2 separate regions of the Hordeum vulgare genome follow, and region 1 is linked to region 2. A link is a contact called in public Hi-C data. All regions are on one chromosome and are shown on one strand. The core of a region is the stretch at or near the end of the contact, and the rest is flanking DNA. Distances in the headings are between cores, read along the strand shown. Region 1 has its middle 54 kb from the start of LOC123401101. Region 2 has its middle 45 kb from the start of LOC123402161.

Region 1 (3,176 bases), core at 242-2,741, 380 kb before region 2:
AATGCACGGTCAAATTTGTTTCTATACAATGGTAAAAATTCATTATATTTCTAATGTATGAGCAACATTTTTTATATACATATATAAATTTCCCAAGTGCTAGATTATCGTTTTTTAAATATTGTTCAATATTATTTTAAATTCTTGATTAACATTTTCTTGAATACATGGTCAACCTTTTTCATATACACACTTTGAAAAAAAACAAATGCTTGATTAACATTTTCATATACAAGATTAAAAAAATTTCATAGAAATTCCATGCATATTTAACATTTTTTAAATGCTTCATCAAAATTTCAGAAATGCAAGATTAACATTTTTTAATGCATGGCCAAGATTTCTTTATACATATTTTTTCTATAGAGTGGTAAAGTAATTCATTATTTTTCAAAAGTATGGTCACATTTTTCATATATACATTTTAAATTTTGCAAGTGCTAGATTATTAATTTTGAAATTTTGTTTAATATATTTTCAAATGCTTGATTAATTTGATAGGAAAGTCATTATTTTTTAATGCATGGTCATAATTTTTCATTTTTCTAATTGTTTGGTTAACATTTTTGAAATACTTGTTCAACAGTTTTTCAAATTCTTGATTATATATATATATATATATATATATAACCAAAAAATTTCATAACAATTTAATACACGGTCAACAATGTTTTACACATTTTTTAAAATGCATAATTAACATTTTTCAAAATATTATATAAACTATATTCTCCCTTTCCTAAATATAAGTCTTTTTACATGTTCCAACCATTGTGCATGGCCAATTTTTTATACACTTTTAAATTTCCCCAAATGCTTGATTATCATTTTTGAAATCTTATTTAATATTGTTTCAAATGTCCGGTTAACATTTTTATATACAATGATATAAAGAATCATTATTTTTCTAATGCATGCAACCTTTTTTTTCTATACAGATTTTAAATTTCCCAAGTGCTTGCTTATCAATTTTGAAATCTTGTTCAATATTTTTCAGATACTTGATTAACATTTGCTATATACAATGATTAAAAAATAATTATTTCCTAATGCATGGTCATAATTTTTTATATACATATTTAACATTTTGCAAATGCTTGGTTCACAATTTTTAAATGCTTCTTCAACATTTTTCAAATTCTTGTTTTTAATATATATACATGATCAAAATAATTCATCACTTTTTAATGCAGAGTCAACTTTTTTATATACATATTTAATATTTTATAAATGCATAATTAACATTTTTTTAACATTATATAAAGTATAGTTTCTGAAATGTTGGTTTGGTATATTTGAAAGTGTAAATAAAAGTAAAAGAATGTGTAAAATATGAAATAAAAACGTGAAAAGGGAGGAAATGAGGCAGTGTTCTCCCTATATTCGGCCGGCCCATATGCAAGAAGTCGAACGAACTATACTAAACCAAACTGGGGCAAACAGGCAATATAAATGGGGACCTCCTATATGGCGCTGCAGCCGCCCGTTTGCCCTCCGGGCGCCTGCAGCGCCCCACCTTGGGCCAGCCCATCAAACAGCTCGGTACTCCTGCAGGTCCAGAATAATTTCATTGATTTTTGGAAAATAAAGTACACCGATTTTTGCAAACTAAGTTCTTTAAATTGAAAAAATGTTGACAGATTTTAACTATAATAGTAATCAAATTTCTAGAATGTTTATCACATTTTATAAAGGTACATTAATTTTTATAAAAATTTCAGTGATTTTGAAAAATGTTCATCAAATTTGAAAAAAAAGTTAATCCGTGTTCAAAAAAGTTCAACATATTTGAAAAAGGTTTGTCAAAATTTTAAAAAGTTTATCAAATTTGGAAACATTTCGTCAAAGGTTAAAAAAAGTTCACCAAATTAAAAAACAATTCATTAATTTTGAAAAACAAATATTGATTTTGGAAAAAGTTCATCCAACGTGATAAAAGTTCACAAAATTTTAAAAAATATCTACAGGTTTATGGATTTCAAAAGAAATAATCAAATTTGATAAAAGTTCATCATTTTTGAAAAAAGTTCATCGTATTTGAAAAAAAGTTCACAGATGTTGAAAAAATGTTCATCGATTATTTTCTGAAAAAATCACTAAATTTGAAAAAAGTTCATCAAAGTTGAAACAACTCATAAACTTTGGAAAAAGTTCATCATAATATATCAAAAAAAGTAAGAATGAGAAAAATAAAATCAAAAAAAAAAGAAAAAAAGAAAAGATAAACTGAGCAGAATTATTGGAAAAGAGAATAAGTAATAAAATGTAAATAAGCTAATCAACCACATCTTAGTACGTGGCCGGATGTCCCTGGTTCGAATCCCATCTACTCTATAATTTTTGGAGTATTAAAAGACACAGTGTAATGGGCCGGGCCATCACAGGTGCTGCAGGCGCCAGTTTACAAAAATGCACACAAACGGACGCATGCAGCGCTAAATAAGAAACACCATCTAAATGTGTACCATGGTGTGGGCTTAGAACTGAAAGCGCCATGCGGGACGAAAAATTCAGCACATGTATTAGTCCCACCTCGTTTGCTTAGTGGAGTTGAACTCGAGCTGATGGCTACTTATAGGACATCAGTTGCGCATTAGATGTCACGAAGCTAGTTGAATGGGGAACACAGAAAGAACTATTCTTCCCCTTTTACTAAAGAAGTAGTTAAATACCCGTACAATAAACTTATCTACCGGGACATTGATTAAACCATCATTGTAACTCCAAGAATAAGATCTCAAAAACATCGCCTTACACATGATTGCCCTATACATGCAATCACCTCATGTAATTCAAGCTTCTTTAACTGTTCACATGTAATTTCACTTGTGCATGGAAAATATTCATAGAATACTCCAAAACAATAAGATCTCACTTTGACTTCAAATGTGTTTCGAGTAAAACTATTGACATCGTATGCAAGTAAAAAATAAATCTAATTCTCGTAGATATATATTCCTTGATGATCTCCTTGACTATTTCACAATTGCTTCCATTTTGGTCAAACAATCTGCGAACATAAACAATAACCACAAATGCACTTTGAGTTCCCCCGTCCGAACACAAAGCACGCCACTTGACACTTCTTCTCTCTTCACTTTCTTCATTCTCTTTTTGTTTTCTGTTTGTCTCACTTGTCAACCCGTTGTTCCTAGGAATGTGCATTTAAAAAGAGA
Region 2 (3,356 bases), core at 247-2,746:
TGCATTTTTGGACACTGCTGGAGCGACGCGTGCGCTGCATTATAGCGCGGCTGTTGGAGCCAGCGCCTATCCCTGCGCTAAACTAACCGGCGCGCGCTGTAAATACATTTTTTGAGGGCGGCGCGAAGCGCGGCTTTTGGAGATGCTCTTAGCCGGTGATGGAATACGTCTCAAAGACTCACACAAGTGCTGCCAACAACAGCTGAAACGTCGGTGGTTGTGAGTTTGTCTCACTCCCAATAGCTACTCTAGTTGATTAAGCTCACTGAGACCTGATTACTGACAAGTCGTACCATGCCATTTATCGATTAAATTCATCTCTACCCCGTAGCCATTGCCCATGGACACCAATCAATGAATTCAGATCGGCTGCTACATCTAAGTAGATGGAGGATGTGTTCCTCTTCCGACATGGTGGCACATGCATGTAATGCACTCCTCAACCACTGGAAGCGTCTCATGCATGTACTATACTTACTCCGTTCCTAAATATAAGTTTTTTTAAAAAAATATTAAAAAAATATATAAATGTATGTAGACATATTTTTAAAATATAGATTCACTTATTTCCGTAAATAGTTCTTTAATGAATTTTTTTAAAAGATTTATATTTAAAAACGGAGGGAGCACTATTTTCCTGTACAAAATATACTGTTAGCTGCCAGCCGACGCCGCCATGTTTCACATGCACCCGTAACACGTATGGTACGTACGTGCTTTCCTGCATGGATGTCTAGCTGGAGCATATCGACACCACACCATCACCGGCAGGGAGGCCGCAGTTACTGCGTGCCGCGTGTGCAGCACCAATACTTGTCGACCCAGAAGTACGCCACGAGCAGCTGTACAATGGATGCATGCTGCCGTGTTCGTTCGACCGAGGCGATAAAACCGAAGACAAAACGAAGCAGACAATCACAGCACAGTGATCTATCTAGACAGGGAGTCCGGAATCACGAGACGTGTGCCGTGCACATCACCACTTCCCCGCCCACCATCTTGCTGTTCCGATGCATGGGCAAGCCAAGCACGTTCCGTCTCCTCAGGTTACTCCATTTCCTCTCGCCTTTCATCGGCCTCCGGTATGTATCCGAACAAGAACAGGTAACGAGATGTCGAGATCCTCCTGCTCTTTGACTCCAGCTGCGCGCCATCTTTGCTTTGCCGAAAGAAGATCCACTAAACAAGCTTATCTTGTTCGTCTAATGCCACCCCAAAGCTGCTTCCAGCACTCATTTCAAGCGGTAGCAAAAGGGCACATCACCTTTATTCTTTCTTTGGCGCGCCCCTTCCGTACCACGGCATGTACAAGCAGATACATATTCGCGGTTCCTCCGGCCGAGAGCGACGCGCGACTCTCGAGGCATCGCCGGCGTGCTCTTTCGCCATCGCCGAAGAGTCAAGGACGGACGAATGGATGGGTTGGACTGCTCGGCCTTTTGAGAGAAAAGGAGAGCGGAACGGTGAAGCTACTAGCAAGCGCAGTGCAGATCTGCAGATCAACCACGTACTACTACAATACGATCTTTGAATAGATACGACGGGTCGCTTCCGTTGATATGATCCCAAGAGTGAAAGCCTCATTCCACGCGTATTCGGTGTTCTTTTCTGACTAGCAGCACGCAGGTCGTCCATCGTGGTCATTATCAGACCGGCTGGAATTCGTGAGCTCTACTAGTTTCGTTTGTTTATTACTCGTTGGCGTACGTGTGGCTCAGGCTCGTCGTCAAGTGATGGACGGTATAACTGTCGCTTGCATCAACGAAGAGTTACCTGGCTTGCCGTGGCGAAATGTTCAAACAAATCGGTCGGTCGGTCGTGCACGGACCGATCGCGTGCGGCAGGACGCATCTACGCTGCCCGAGGTACGCCGTTGGTAATGCATCGACCTCTGTGAACAAACCCTCTCGACCTGCCACCCGTTGGCTCTAGACAGACGGACCGTTAATCCGTGGTTTCATGGCGGCAGCATGCGTCCGGGAGTCCGCGAGGGCACGGGACGAGCGCCATTGTTCCTCACCACGAATTTATATACTGTACTGTGTTTTTCTAAAGCAGACATGGGTGAGGAGGATGATCGTGCCGACATATATTTTCCGACGGCTTTTCATGCTGCCGTCAGCCCACATTCGCTCTCGGCCCAACTTTCTCACGCAACTTTGTCGAGGATGAGCGTTGTGTCCTTTGACGCAAGGGAGGTCCTATACGGCGCTGAAGGCAAACCGGCGCCTGCAACACTCCTTTTCGTAGGCCGGCCCATGTAGAATATGTTGGTCTTTAAAAATCGAAAAAGTGTTTTTTTAAATCAGATTGACGAAAAACGTTGAATGATTAAAACAAAGTCCACTATTTTTCAAGCATGTTTATGCATTTTCAAAACTTCACAGAATTCGGAAAAACCATTAATTTTAAACAGTTCATCAATTTTTAAAAAGAGTTCATTGATTTTGATAAAAGCACACGAATTTTAAATTATGTTCATCGATTTAAAATAAAGTTCACCGATTTTTAAAAAAGTTCATCAATTTAGTCAAAGGTTCACGGGATAAAACACAAATCGGATCTCTAAATGGACGAGCCGATGGCGGAGCGCTGCAGGCGCCGGTTTGCAAAATTTGTTTTTAACGGGCGCCTATGGCACTAAATAGGGTTCCCATTTGACGCATGCCTCCCATATATTACTCCTGGTCGAGAGTCAGCTAAACAGAACAAGGTCATCTTCTTGATTCATGCTTCTTTTCCATACCATGGCGGCTCTCGCCGGTCACCGACTTTCGAAGTTTCTATAACAAGAAGAACCCAAGTGTGTATCTCTGTCCCGATGGTGATGTTTCGCGTGCTTGTGTGCGTCGAGCATCTTTTCTTGGTTGATCGTGACTTTTTTAAATTCTTACTTCCATGTTTTAAATTAATTCTAGCTTCCCTTGACATCCATACTTACTTACTTTAGTCATCTATAAATAAAAAATCTTATATTTATTTATAAAGGGGTATTACTTAGTACGCGCACAACTAAAAAAATTTACTTGCTGCATCTAAAAACGACCTCTTTTAGTAAAGAAATAAAATCTATGCATGAGTCCTACCATCGGTGTGCGTGAATCAAGTTATCATGTACTCCCTCTATAAATAAATGTAAGAGCATTTAGATCATTAAAATAGTGATCTAAACACTCTTATATTTATTTGTGGAGGAAGTACAACTTTCCTGAATTAAACCTTATTTTGAATACACAGTAAACATTTTTCGAAAAATCATCAAAACATTTTTTCCATTGCACATTTTTTAATAAAAATGCAACAAACATTACATGTTCTGAATTGTCATGAATATTTTTTAATCATATAAAATAAAA

What was found. A called contact is a pair of places that touch in the nucleus more often than the background predicts.
Region 1: a contact with region 2 is called in a Hi-C map of leaf, with 2.7 times the contacts expected there. The contact joins two enhancer-like sites. A contact is called at or near these places in 2 of 6 Hi-C or Micro-C datasets (leaf and seedling).

What each region holds. Positions count from the first base shown.
Region 1 is chr6H:107,327,141-107,330,316 of MorexV3_pseudomolecules_assembly, reverse strand. No RefSeq gene overlaps it. Among protein-coding and RNA genes, the nearest start is that of LOC123401101, 54 kb to the right of the region's middle. Within about 2 kb of position 1,491, at least 3 of the 3 cell types and tissues checked have open chromatin away from gene starts, as enhancers often do. A contact at or near this core is called in leaf and seedling, where this site is marked.
Region 2 is chr6H:106,944,316-106,947,671 of MorexV3_pseudomolecules_assembly, reverse strand. No RefSeq gene overlaps it. Among protein-coding and RNA genes, the nearest start is that of LOC123402161, 45 kb to the left of the region's middle. Within about 2 kb of position 1,496, at least 3 of the 3 cell types and tissues checked have open chromatin away from gene starts, as enhancers often do. A contact at or near this core is called in leaf and seedling, where this site is marked.